2 separate regions of the Mus musculus genome follow, and region 2 is linked to region 1. Evidence: chromatin contacts called from public Hi-C data. All regions are on one chromosome and are shown on one strand. Each heading gives the region's core, a stretch centred on a gene start, on an enhancer-like site or on the middle of the called end of the contact. The rest is flanking DNA. Distances are from core to core; before and after follow the strand shown. Region 1 overlaps Glb1l2 (galactosidase, beta 1-like 2). Region 2 holds the start of Acad8 (acyl-Coenzyme A dehydrogenase family, member 8).

Region 1 (6,604 bases), core at 1,468-3,967:
TAAGAGTCACTACACTCATGGCTTCGCATTTCTTCCTCTGGACTCTATTATAGATTGTGACACGTTGCCCTAGTACTTTTCTCTAATTAATACACCATGTCTTCCAACACCACTCATTAATTAGTGAGATGTTCTTCATGGCTCATCTCAGCCGACCTGCCACTCACTTATCCTTTATCGATTGGGTTTATCGTGCTAGCTACAGTGTACATCCAGTATGCAGGGACTAAGAAGAAAGGAATTACCTTAATTAAATGGAGGTGAGCAAATCTTTGTGGGCTGTCGGCCTCGTCCTAGCATAAAGCCAGATTTGTGGTTGCTCATTGACTTTATTGAGGAAATGGAAAAGCAAAACAAATAACAACGACCATCTACATATGGCACTCATTATAAGAATTTCTGGGGTGGTGCGCAGACATCAAATCATGGAGTGAGTAAACCACAGATTCACTTGGGATGACAGACGGAGAAGATGGTGGGGTGACAGCAAAGACAGGCCTGGCACATTCACGTCTGTTTCTGGTTTTGTGTTTTCACTTGAGGCTTTGAACAAATACCCCAGTTTTCCTAAGCCCCCTTTTCTCTTACACTAAGCAGGCTTCAAGGAGTGCCTGCGTCTTTTGAATCATGTAAAGTCAGGTGGCCTGGCACTGCTGTAGGTATACAATAAATTATCAATGAATGACTCTGATAGTCATTGGCATTGGCTTCAGTGTACCCTGGAGAGCTGGCCATGGTGTGACTGGGAAGTAGGAAATGGACTGTGGATCTGTATGACTAAAGGCCTATGACTTTGGCTCAGGTGCTCTGGACAGCAGGTGTCTACTGCTTTTAGCCCCAGTTTAACTTTCCATCTAGAAATCACTTTTCTTTTGTACAGACTGGAGACTGAAACTCAGGTGTTCCAACCTCTAGTGTCAGACTCCCTGCCCCCTCCTTCTTACTTGAGGAGAGCTCTCAGCAGGGTACCAGCTGTCTAGGAAGGGTGGCATTCCTCCAGCTGGAAAGGGGCAGTCAGTCCTTGTCCACATTCTGGATCGAGCACGTGTCTAATTTCCTTGTTTTGAGTCGCCTAGAAAAAGCCAGGCCTAGACTCCAGAGCTTCTCTTGCTGCAGGCCTCCCTCTGTCAGACTCCCTGGGGTACGGGCGCCTCTCCAGCAGTTGTTTACCAATGATGCAGCTGCAGACAAGAGCTCTGAGGAGCATCAGGAGTAGAGAGTAACTCCCTTGGGGATCTTGTCTATACAGCCTTACTTCCCTGGTGCCCAGAGCTCAGCCTGTGGAGGCTCTTGGGAACGATCCTTTCCTGAACTGCTATGCAACTTCTCCTGGGCATGTCAGCAAGATGTGCAGCCTGCTGGCCTTGAATGACCTTGGGCATGGTCTCCCTCAACTTTCTGAGCCCTACTCTCAGCAAGTGCAAAATGGACACAAAATTGCCCTTTCCTAAGGCTTCTGTGGGAGGGTGTGAGCTCTGTGCTTGGCAGGTGGCTAGCACTTAGGAAATAGAAATTGGCCTTTAAAGGGGAAAAAAAATAATGTCTGTAAAATTTAAGGGTATAGAACATTTAATGTTCTGTGTCAGCGAGTAACTAGTCAGGTAGTTGAAGGAGTTTGGGTCAGGGCTTTTAATAGAGACCTCACCAATATTCCTCATGGATTAAATGCCCCAGTCCCTGCCATCCCTGAGTCTTGAAGCCTTTTTTGTTCTGTCCTCACAGCACATGGGATCTGGCATTTATTGTTACATGTTACCCTTTGGTTTCCAGAGGAATTCCATTGAAATAAATAGTCTTGTCATTGTAAAACCACCTTTGTAGAATGGTTTGAGTCCAGAGTCCCAGGGTGGAGCACATGCGGGTGGACATGTTTTGAGTTCACCTCTTGCATGACCTCTGTAACTGATCATCCTTCACTCAGCCTCTGACGCGTTGTTTGTGCTGTTCACATGTTGGCTATGAAGAGTGAAGGAGACAGTCCAAGTGCTTAGCATCATGGCTAATGTTCTCATGCTATCAGCTATTCCGAGTGGCAGCAATCCTCCTGCTCCGCCAGCAGTGGGCTTTATGCCCTCCAAGAAGTGCTTCCAGTTCTTCTGGCCATGGGCAGTACTCCACAGGCATGGCCCTGAGGTGTGCTCTCGCCATTAATCAAGCTCATACTGGCTCAGAGTGCAGAAGAGACTGGCTGCTTGTTCATGCTGTGGATGAAAGGGAAAGTATAGTGTTCTCCTGGCGAGACCTGACCTTCTCGATGGAGTTCCTTAGTCAATCGCATGGCATCTACCCTCCCTGAGCCAGCCTCGGAATAAGCTTATGTGTAGCCTCAAACTGATCAGCCCTACAGAAGTGACCAAGGCCTGCCAGATCTCAGCAGGCTTGTCCTCTGTCACACTTGGAAAGCAAGCAGTTATTGGAACTTGGTTGAATATCATGGGTGTAGATAACATGCAGAGTACTTTGACTAGATTTTTCTCTCTTGCTCTGTAGACAAACTCGGCTTTGGCAGTGACCCTGCAGGAACTCCGAGCCATGAGAACAGGTTATAACTTGTCTTTTATCCCCCAAACAGGCTTTGGAAGACAGAGGCATCATTGAGATGCTCCTGACCTCGGACAACAAAGATGGCCTGGAAAAGGGAGTCGTTGATGGAGGTACCTGGAGGAGGCTGCCTGCTTACAACTCCCTGGGCTGAGATGTAAACAGCGGTTTCTTTGGTGCCTGTGTTGTATAGCAAGGGGATTGGCCCTCTGGGTTGTAGGCGTAATAGGGTGCACGGCATCCCCATGGCCCTTTTCTTTTTAGCAAATGCCTTATCAGCCAGTTTATTGGAAAATTGCAGCTCCATTTCCCTTCAAGTGCACCAAACCTTGCGGTTTTTCTGAGCCCTGTCCAGCCGGACACAGCAGCCACTGGGCACATCCTTTTGCTTTTACCTTTTTTTAAAATTTAAATTTAATGCTTTTAAACGTATTTACTTTACATCTCACTCACTGCCCCCCTCCTGGTCACCCCTCCCACAATCCTTCCCTGTCCTCCCTCTCCTTCTCCTCTGGGCAGCCCCCCCCCCCCAAACCCCCCATCTTGGCACTTCAAGTCTCTTCTAGGCTAGGTGCTTCCTGCCTTTAAAATATATCCGGAAATTGGATGTGGTTCGCTACCTTACTGTTACCATCTTTCCCACCTGCGAGGCTGCAGTGTTCCCACCGACTTCTCTCTTCACTGACCCCTCCAGCAGCATTTTCTCAATGCAGCAATCTCTGCCCGCCATTGAGAATGTAACCCTGGCGTTGGGCTGGGGCACACGCCAACCTAGCGCTAGGGAAGGGTGTCAGGAGGGCTGTGAGTTTGAGGCCAGCCTGGGTTACATAGTTCCAGGCCAGCCAAGACTACATAGCAACGCCGTGTGCCTAACAGTTAAGGGAACAGCCTAGATCATCTTGATCTACTGCTTGGCTTCCCTTGCTCCATTGAGACAAGAGAGATGCACACACTCTGAGAAAGGCCACACTGGCTCCTCACACAGCAGCAACCCCTGCACGCCCCTTCACTCTTCCCTCCCACAGGCACCCCCCCACCCCTGCCTGCTCCCATAGCCCTACACATGACCCCGAGTACTCCCTGGCAGCATGCCTCAGTCTCCACACACACGTGACCGACTGAGTTCCCCTCCAGGTGCCTCCTGTTTCCCACTCTGTTCCACCCTCCTGGCTCCCATTCCTCAAGTACATGGAATGCCCTGGGATTCGGTGACTCTGTACGCCTTTAGGGAGTCTGCACTGGCTTCCTCTCTGGTGGTCCTTGCAGTGAGGCTTTCTCTGAACACCCTGCTAGAATATCCTTGAAAGGCTCAGCCCACTCTTCTGGCTCCATTTTCCCTTTTAACCTATGGAATGGCTCATTTCATTGACCGCTCTATCTCACAGCAGCAGTGAGCTGCATGGGCCTTGGGCTGTCTCAGATGGCCTGTGCTTGAACGTGCGCTCATCTGCAGCTGGCGCCCAGGGAGACTGAGCCCTCCTGTAAGTCCCACTGTGAGTCTTTCTGGGGGCCATGCTTCTCTGACAGCACCTCCTTGTGTCTGATTTGTTTGTTTTGTGTTTCCTTCTCTAGACTGACCTGTTCATAGATGGGGCTTTTATCTTGATATCCCTTTCACAGTATGTGGCTTGGTTACCTCTGGGAATGACTTGATGGGTAGATGGAGAGGAGAAGGCTCTTATTTACAGCAAGCAGAGTACATGAAAAGACATTGGTTCTCCTTGGAGGTGACAAAGATCAGTAGTGATTCCTGTTATTTCCACAAGGTGGCAGCGTCTACTTATGTTTATTACCAAGGCCCAGATGAAGGGACTATGTGGCATGAGGCAGTCTACAAAGGCCTTAGAAGATGCTCTGTCCCTTTGCACCTGTCCTCCCCTGAAGGCTCAAATCCTTGGGCCACTGAGGCCACTGCTGCCTAAAATGATGTGTTTTTTTTTTTTAATTTAAAAAGTTAAAACATTCACTCACATGGCCTATCAGTACAATAATAATAATAATACGTATCAAGAAATACACCTTCCTCCTCATCCAGAGCCCCAGAAACAGCTACCTCAAACTGTAACCTTTTCCTCCAGCTCAAACCTCCCTGTTTGTATATACAAGTTGTACATGCAGCTCAACCTTCTATTGTTTTAGGAGTCTGAAGCTGCCTTCTGGTGCTGATGGGCATGGTTGGGATTCCCCTGGTCACACACACCTTCCCTGTCTCGCTAGTACAGTTCAGTGCTGATGTGCACTTTGGCTGCAGGCCTACTGGGTGGGGCGTGCTGCTGTGCAGCATGAGAATCAGGCAGCCAGTCTCACCTTGAGTAGATGAATGATCCCATCTGATTTTCTTGTCATCTCAGGTACCCCCCCACCCCCCACTCCCCACCCCCAAATCCCCATCCCTGACTTCTCTTTTCTTGCTTTGTCCTGTCTGTTCTCAAACTCATGACCCCTTTGCCCTGGTCCCCAGAGTGATGGCATGCTGGGACTCTGAGCATGTACCATACAGGGAGCCCATCCTCACTTCTGTCCCCAGCCTTATCTCTCCCCCTCTCTCTTAGCAAATCTCATAACAGAGGCCTCCCAAGCTCCCATCCTGTGCCTCCTTTGTTTCTAAACACCTCATCTGTTTCTTTTATTAGTTCTGCTTGCCCCGACTTCCTGTTACTATTCTTTCCAGTGTTTGAAGGGAGATGGAGCTCTGAAGATTGGTAGAGGAGGTGAACAGGCACCCTTCCCTGTGGCGATAATGGAGCTATGAGAATTGTTAATATAAGGAAACTCACATCAGTGTCTAGAAATGCCATTTTTACTGCCTCAGGCTTCTTGCACAGATGTTGGAGGAACAGATTGTGCACCTCCCCCCGACCCCGTGTTCATGGATTCCCTCCATCTTTCCCTCTACTTCTCACCTCTATGCTCCTAGAGGATTGTTTTCTGAGAGCATGTGAACCACACTGAAGGAATGGGCTCTGGGGCAAAGGAAGCTTGACAGCAGGGCTGGGAGGATGCCTGTGGATGGAGGGGGCCCCCTTCAGAGTGGAGGAAGGACTTACTTGGGATCTGGTAGAAAGCACCAAATCTACCCTGCTGGCCCCTGCTGGCCCTGATGGATTTCACTTCCCCAGGGTTCCCTCAGCACGCTGCCTTTGCTCACACCTCTTCTGCATCTTACTTCTTAGCTCTTGAATTTGATGAGGTGTCAGGATGACATGACAGCTGTCTGTGTTCAGCTAGCTCTGTGCATTGGGTTGGCTTTGAGCTGCAGGGTCTTCCCCTGTGGGTTCCCGTAGGACAGTGACATCATAGGCTCGGTGTGAAGGAGCCTGAGTTTGCAACCCTACTCTGCCACTCACCGATTGAGGACCATGAGGGAAGTTTCAGAGCCTTAGCTTTGTTTTCTTCACTGGTGAGCATGGCCTGCGATCCCAGGTAATAGCTGGGGCTGGCCATCCTGCCTTAGTTGCTCTTAAGCTCATTCATCTGACACTGGCCATTCAAGTGGACAGTGAGCAGGCAAGGGTCCTTGGAATCAAGTTCTGTAGCTGGCTGTGGCTGTGGCAGGGTCATGGCCATCAGCCATCAGTAGCATTTTTCTTGAGCATGTATTTTACTTATGAGAAACTGTCTGAAATACGGTTAAAATTTTAAAATAAATACATTATGGGACAGTAGACAGTGAGTCCTTACCAGGAACTGTGATGTGAGCCTTCATTGACACCATTGTTGCTATTGGTGTACAAAGGCTTTGCCTTTGCACTGGGGGTACAGTGTAGAGATCAGGCGCTGGTTCCCATGACCATAGTTCAGATAAGACTTTCCTTTGACTGCAAAAATCACAACCAGTAAAAATCAGATGTTGAGTTTCTGGCTTTGACCTGTGTTGAATGGTGGAGTTTCTAAGAATAACAATATAGGCAAGTCTTTTGGCATCACCGGAGCTAATTTTTAATGGGAGGTGGGAAAGAATGTCTACACTAGCTGGGTTCTTTTTTTTTTTTTTTTTTTATGCTGTTGGATTGAAGGTTTGGGTAATCCGGAAATTCTTTGGGACTCCAAGACTATGGTTTGT
Region 2 (6,604 bases), core at 1,567-4,066, 220 kb before region 1:
CTAGATTACTCAGCGAGACAAAGGGACCCTTGTAGAGTTAAGATCAGAATACCGGTAGTAATAAGTGTGCCCCACCTCACTTCTGTGCCTTTAGTAAGGCTATTCTTTCCAATGAGGAAATGAAGTACTATTTGAAATTGCTTCAATGATTATTTCACACAACTAGGACTTAGAAAATAAGTCTTATCATAAATGTTTAGAAAAACTAACCATTATAATCATTATCAAGTGAAGCTTGAAAGAAGTTTAATCAGGACCATGTAGACGTGGCTTAAAAAAAAAACCCACCTAGATTTTTCTTTGCTCCAATGGTGGGGCCTGAGCCCATTGTTTTACCTATGCTAGACTGGGCTCAAATTCTGCTTCCCTCTGGAGGCCTCCTCTTCCCTGCTGTCACAAAGCTATCTTCAGGACCTTTCACTCATACAGGTTTGCGGATTCCCTCAGAGGAGGAGCTGGATCTTATCTTCACTGTTCTCATCTTTTAGTCAATTAATTGCCTTTTTCTATTAAATTCTAACTGACATAGAAATCAAGAATTGTATGAATTTACTAGGCACCAGCTGCCATACAGTGTTTCCACACATGTACACGTTAATACTCAATCTGTCTGAATATACTTCCTGAAGCATCGATTTATATTGAGATAGGGTCTCAGAACCCTGTAGCCCAGGCTGGCCTCCCATTTGCAGCCACCCTCTTGCCTCAGCCCCCTAAGCATTAGGATTACAGGTAGGAACCATCACACCTTTTTATTTGTTATAGAGCTGTGAGTCTCCTGTTATTGACCAGGCTGGCCTAGGACACATGAATATCTTGATGATAGATATGAACTGTCATATTTGGCTCTACTGTACCTACTTCTCTGAAATGTACACTGCACTGCCTTTACCAGCAGGACATACTGCTGCCTCCAACAGCCTGAGTTTAACTCACAACCTGGGGTTCTTAAACCACAGGAAAAAATTTCAAAGAGAATGAAGCCAAATTAGAGTTTAAGATTTTAAGCCGGGCGTGTTGGCTCATGGCAGAACTTTAGAGCCTGAGACTCCTTGGAGCCTTGCTACAAATTCAAGGCCAGACTAGGCTACAGGCTCACAACAGGAAAGGGGCTTAACATAAAATTGAGCAAGCATTAAGAGGCCAGACATTGTGTCAGTAGGTAAAGGCACTTCCAAGCCAAAAGACCTGACTTTATCCCCTCAGGCACATATGATAAAAGAATCCCCTCCACGGCACCAGCATCAGGGCCAGGGCACACACATGTAAAACCTGATAAAACACAAGATAAGGACCACAGAGAAGCCCTAGAGCATTAGGCTTGTAAGCATAGCTGCAATAAGTTTCTTAACAGCTATGTCTAGCATTTTGGTAGCCTCTGAAGTCACATTGTTCAGGAAATTTAAGGGTAAGTCTAAATGGTTTTGGTGATGTAAGAAACCTATAACCAAAGCACTTGGGAGTGGGGACAGAAAGATCAGGAATTCAGGTCATCCTCAGATGCTTAGCAATTCCAAATTGACAGGCTGATAAGATAAAGACCTAGGAAAAGAAAACTGTGTGTGTGAAAGGTGGGGTCTCCTGTGGTCCAGGCTGGCCTCAAACTCTACACGTAGTCAAGGAAGATCTTGAATCCTGATCTCCCTCTGATTTCTAGCTTTCAGCTTTTTTACATTTCACATGAAATCATGCATGCCTTTCTGTGCCTGGCTTATTGCATTCAATGATAAAAGCAAAGGGTTGGCGAGGTGGCTTAGTTGGAAAAGGCATTTTTTTTTTTTTTTCAAAGCCTAAGGACCTGAGTTCAATCCCTGAGATTCGCACAGTGGAATCGGGGGATTGATTCCTTCAAGTTATCCTCTGATCAGTGTGTGTGTGTGTTCCCACATACTGTACAAAAGTAAATAAATGTAATTTTTAAAGAAGTCTCTTTTCACCTATGCTGTCAAGGTTACACACACACACACACACACACACACACACACACTTTGGAGAGAGGGCCCTGCTTATGTAGTACTCATGTAGTACCAGGCTGGTCTTAAACCCAAGGCAATTCTACAGCCTCAGTCTCCCACATGCGTGGGCCACCACAGTTCCGTATATGTATGCAGTGCTTCATTGCACTATTCTTTGATTGGACAAATAAGTGGAAGGGACTGAAAGTGGAAGTTCTGGCAGAAAGAGTAAAGAAGACGATAAGCAACAACCCCCAAAGTCTCCAAACCAGGGAGTGGAAAAAGGAAATAAAGCACGCCCTACAAGACCACGTTCTTTACCTGCTGCCTTTTGCAGCGTCGGTTCAACTCACCTGGACCAGCAGTCCCAGTCTGCCTCTTGCGGGGTCTCGGCATGGCCTCTCTGTAGGAGGCTGAAGCTAACCGGACGGGTAAGAAACAGCTCTTGTCTTCTAAAACCTGCATGGTGCAAGATGGAGGCAAGAAAGCATACAGGGCCTGGGACTTATGAAGAAAAGTCATGATTAAACCATTCTAATCCCTCTCTCGTTATCTGCGCCCTTTCCTTCTCTCCTAATCTACCTCTAAACTCTCCTGAGTCCCTCCCTAATTCGGCTTTACCCACCACCATTCATTCAACGCACCACCCAAACGCCTTGAAGCACTGCCAGGCTAATCTTCTGGGAGCCTTGAGGCGACTGGCGTGCCCGGACAGGCTTAGTAGAAGACGCGTCTCAGAGGCGCCGCCCCCACGATCTCTGGGAACTGTAGTTTCAGAACGCCAGTAGTCCTATTGGAGCCCGCGCTTCAAGGGCTTAATGGACTACAACTCCCAGAGTATCAGGGGGGCGGGGCGGGAACGGCTAGTTCTGGCCTGGGCTAAGAGGCCTGGGGTCTGAGATTCGAAGTTTACATGGCGATGTTGCGGTCCGGATACAGGCGCTTTGGCTGTCTGCGCGCGGCACTCAAGTCCCTGGCTCAGACCCACCACCGGAGCATCACCTTCTGCATCGATCGTAAGGCTCATCTAGGCGAGGGGAGAGTGGGTCTTCGGTGGGCATCTGTGCCCGCCCGAGTTCCCAGCGCTTTGGTGGCTCTCGGGCTTCGCCTGACACCGATCCCTCTCGGGTCCCTTGACGGACTCACTTCATCCTCTGACTCTGCCCGTCTGGGACCCACTTCTCTCTCCCCGACCAGTCCTGTTTCACGAACTGGCTTCCTCCCATAACTCAGGATCTACTCTCGGGACCAGCTCTTAATGGTCCCTGTGACCAGCGCTCAGTCCAGTCCAGTTGCCTGTCCCCCGACCCCGCCAATGCTTTTCAAAGACGAAGGAACGTGTGACTTTGGCAATAGATTTCCAAGGTAGAAAGAGCTAAGTATATGAGCGCTGGTAGAGATAGTTGAAAAGCTCCAGGTTATACCGTATGTTTTGCTCACAAGTATAGATTTCGTAAAAACACTCATACTGTAGAAACTGCTGCAGGAAAAAGAAAGATAACCGCAATTGAGAAACCCTATCTGAGATTACAAACTGATTGTTTAAAAACCTGGCAGAAAACTTGCATGTAACTGGGAGTGTTTGCCACCCATGCAAACCAAGCCAAATATTTAGATTTGTCAATCACTTTAAATACCAAACTAAAAACCAGAACCACCTTTTCTTCTGAAACAGTTTTTAAAATAATTCTAAATTTTATTTTAAATAAGAATCTATTATTTATGGCCTTATGGCTTTGAAAATTGAGAACAGAGTTATAAAGTACATGGAGGCATAGACTGGTTTTTTGTTTGTTTGTTTTTGTTTTGTTTTTTGTAGAAAACCAGTTTTAAGAGTTACTGCCCTACTTAGGCACCTAAAATTGGGTAAACAAAGTAGCGTGGTTTGGTACTAAAGTTAGGAAAGAGTCTGTCCCAGTAACAGATTTACGTTATTGATTGTTGTTTTGACCTGGGCAACTAAGATGTGTGAGACAGGCTTTATTTGTGCAACTGTGACACTTCTGGAGCTAGCTTTGTAGACCAGGCTGGCCTTAAACTCAGGAGAGATCACTGGTGCCTATCTCCCAAGCCTTGGCTGTACCACCAGAGTTCAGCTTGCTCTCTTTCACTGTTTTTAACGAAGTGTTGGAGTTGGGGATCTAGCTCAGTCAGCTTGAATGCTTGCCTAATGTTTTCATTCATGCAGCCCTGGGTTCCAACCCCAGTATTGACTCGGCCTGCCAGACCTGCCATGGCATATGACTCTAATTCCAGCACTTGTGATGAGGAGGCTGGAGGATCAGGGTCCAGCCTCAAGTTACATACAAAGATGAAGGCCAACCTGGACTACATGAGATCCTGTCTTAACAACAAAAAATTATTTTTGAGTTGTTCAAGATACTTTTCTACTTGTAGATTTGTGTGCCACGATAGTGGGTGGGCTGGGGTGCTTAGCTGTGTAGTAAGCATTCATTGGGGGTTTCTTACCCACCTTAGGTCATTTAGTTCCCAAATAAATGACACGAGACCTTAATAAATATTATGGCCATAGGTTTTCTTCCTTTCTCTCCTGGCTCCCTCTCTCCCCCTCTTCATCTGTGCCTCAAACACCAACCCTGGGAACCCTGGGAACTGAAGCTCCGCCTACCTCTCTTCTACCCAGCTATAGGCTGTAGACATCTTTATTCAACCAATAGCTTTAAATTAAGGTGCAAGGTTTGCACAACAAAAGCTGGCATAGGTGAGAGAATTCTCTTGAGGCAACGTGACCTTGGGATACATAATTTAGCATTGCAGCATTGGAGGCCAGGAGTCACCCTACAAACCACACAAACACCAATCCCAGCCAGACAGGGATAGATTATTGAACACACATGTAAAGACTGATTGATTAGGGCAAGAGCTGAAAGCTGCATTCTTGTGCATTGTCCAGGGTCACTTTATGGGGGGGGGGGGTGGACAATAACAAACTAAGCAGATGCAGGTGCAGGGTGGTTGGCCTTTTCTCAAGGTTTTTAGTACTTTAGACAATAATCTTGACTAACCTTTATCTGGCTTGGCTCTGAATGAAGGCTACAGTTGGTAAATCTAGCGTGGCTCTGAGTGAAGACCATGGCTAGAGACTTCCCCAAAAGAGTCCTAAGTCTCTGTGGTAGTTTGAATACACTAGGCCAATGGGAGGTGCTACTGGTAGAAGGTGTGGCCTTATTGAAGGAAGTGTTCTAGCTCCACCCAGTGTGGAAGAGTCAGTCTTTTCCTTGTTGCCTTTAGAGCAAGAAGTAGAACTCTTAGCTCCGTCTCCAACACCTTGTCTGCATGGACACTGCCATGCTTCCCGCCATGATGATAATGAACTAAACCTCTGAAACAAATGCAATGTTACCTCTTAAATGAGTTGTCTTGGCTTCACAGCAATAAAACCCTAAGACAGTCTCATAAAAGGATATGTGGTCAGCCTGACCTTGCTGTGAGCCAAACTATTTTTCTGTATCTATAGTCAGGCTGTTTTTTCTCTTTTTTCTTTTTCTTTCTTTTCTTTTCTTTTCTTCTTATACCAGCAATATGAGATGGCTGACAGTCCTGAAGCAGAATGGCTACAATTATGCCAGGAAAGTAATGCCAGGGAAGCAGGTTTCTACAACAGTACACAGCAACAGACCAAATCTCAGGATTTAGTGGTGGCTCACTTGAGCCTATGCAAGGTTCTAGATTTAATCTCAGCACTACAAAACTGATTGATGACTACTACCCACAGCTATAAATTGTTTTGTTGGTTTGTTTTGATTTTTTTGTTGGGGATTTTTTTTTTTTTTTATTGTCTCACTTGGTAGTTCAAGCTGGCCTGGAACTTTGTAGTTCTCGATATACTTATTTTAAACTTGAAGCATGAGCCACATGTCTGGCTGCTCATTGCATATTTTAAGGTTAAATAATTTAAGAGATGCAGCCTCACTTCATAGTGGGCTGTAACACTAAATTTAGAAAAGTCACCGAGTCTCTGAAATAATTATTTTATGTTTTAATTTTTTAATCATTATTTTTTTTAGATAGGGTCTCTCTACACAGCTGTCCTGGAACTCAGTATGTAGACCAGGCTGGCCTCAAACACAGGTCCTCCTGTCTCCTGCCTCTGTCCCCACGTGCTGGAATTAGGTGTGTACCACTACTCCTGAGCCAGAGCTCAACAGCTTGGTTTGCTGCAGCTGTCAGGTACTCCTTGAATACCTGGATTCTCAGGGCCGTTGTCTCTCTGGCTTTATTACATTTGAAGATCTTGATGTTATTTAAAGGTTTTGGGGACACTACCTTTTGTTAGTAATAAAGACTTTTCTAATTTCCCTTGGTCTAGTGGTGTTTTTTGCAAGTTCTTTGTTGTTATTGTTAGTTTTTGCTCCTAAGACAGTGTCTCTCCATGTTGCCTCAGACTGGCCTGACACTTGCAGTTCTCCTTTGTCAGCTTCCCAGTGCTTTGACACACCTACCTGCCCATAGCTACCTGTTCTGCTTGTCTACCGAGGCTCACACTTTTTTGGACGCTTGTGTTCATGCTTTGAACTCTGCCCTTAGGGTTTTATTGTTTTCTGACAATTGGTGTGTTTTTGCTTAGACAATGTAGTTTACGCTTGTTGTTGTTTGCATTTTAGAGTCAGGGTGTCACTGTGTACCCC

Evidence for each region. Hi-C and Micro-C count contacts between places; a contact is called where the count stands out from the background.
Region 2: a contact with region 1 is called in a Hi-C map of olfactory sensory neurons, with 3 times the contacts expected there. The contact joins the promoter of Acad8 here to the enhancer-like site in region 1. A contact is called at or near these places in 1 of 39 promoter capture datasets (hippocampal neurons), 1 of 484 Hi-C or Micro-C datasets (olfactory sensory neurons), 1 of 115 datasets of contacts at active chromatin or transcription factors (neural tube) and 2 of 9 other capture datasets (adipose tissue and pancreatic islet).

Annotation. Positions count from the first base shown.
Region 1 is chr9:26,774,069-26,780,672 of GRCm38.p6, reverse strand. Glb1l2 (galactosidase, beta 1-like 2) reads left to right here. Exons shown (of 19, transcript NM_001310768.1): 7 at 2,573-2,654. Among named protein-coding and RNA genes, the nearest start is that of Glb1l2, 29 kb to the left of the region's middle. Within about 2 kb of position 2,717, at least 7 of the 459 cell types and tissues checked have an H3K27ac peak or open chromatin away from gene starts, as enhancers often do. A contact at or near this core is called in olfactory sensory neurons, where this site is marked.
Region 2 is chr9:26,995,761-27,002,364 of GRCm38.p6, reverse strand. It overlaps Acad8 (acyl-Coenzyme A dehydrogenase family, member 8), which reads left to right and starts at 2,816. Exons shown (of 11, transcript NM_025862.2): 1 at 2,816-2,971. The coding sequence starts at 2,869. It overlaps Thyn1 (thymocyte nuclear protein 1), which reads right to left and starts at 2,688. Exons shown (of 8, transcript NM_144543.2): 1 at 2,600-2,688; 2 at 2,309-2,414. The coding sequence starts at 2,351.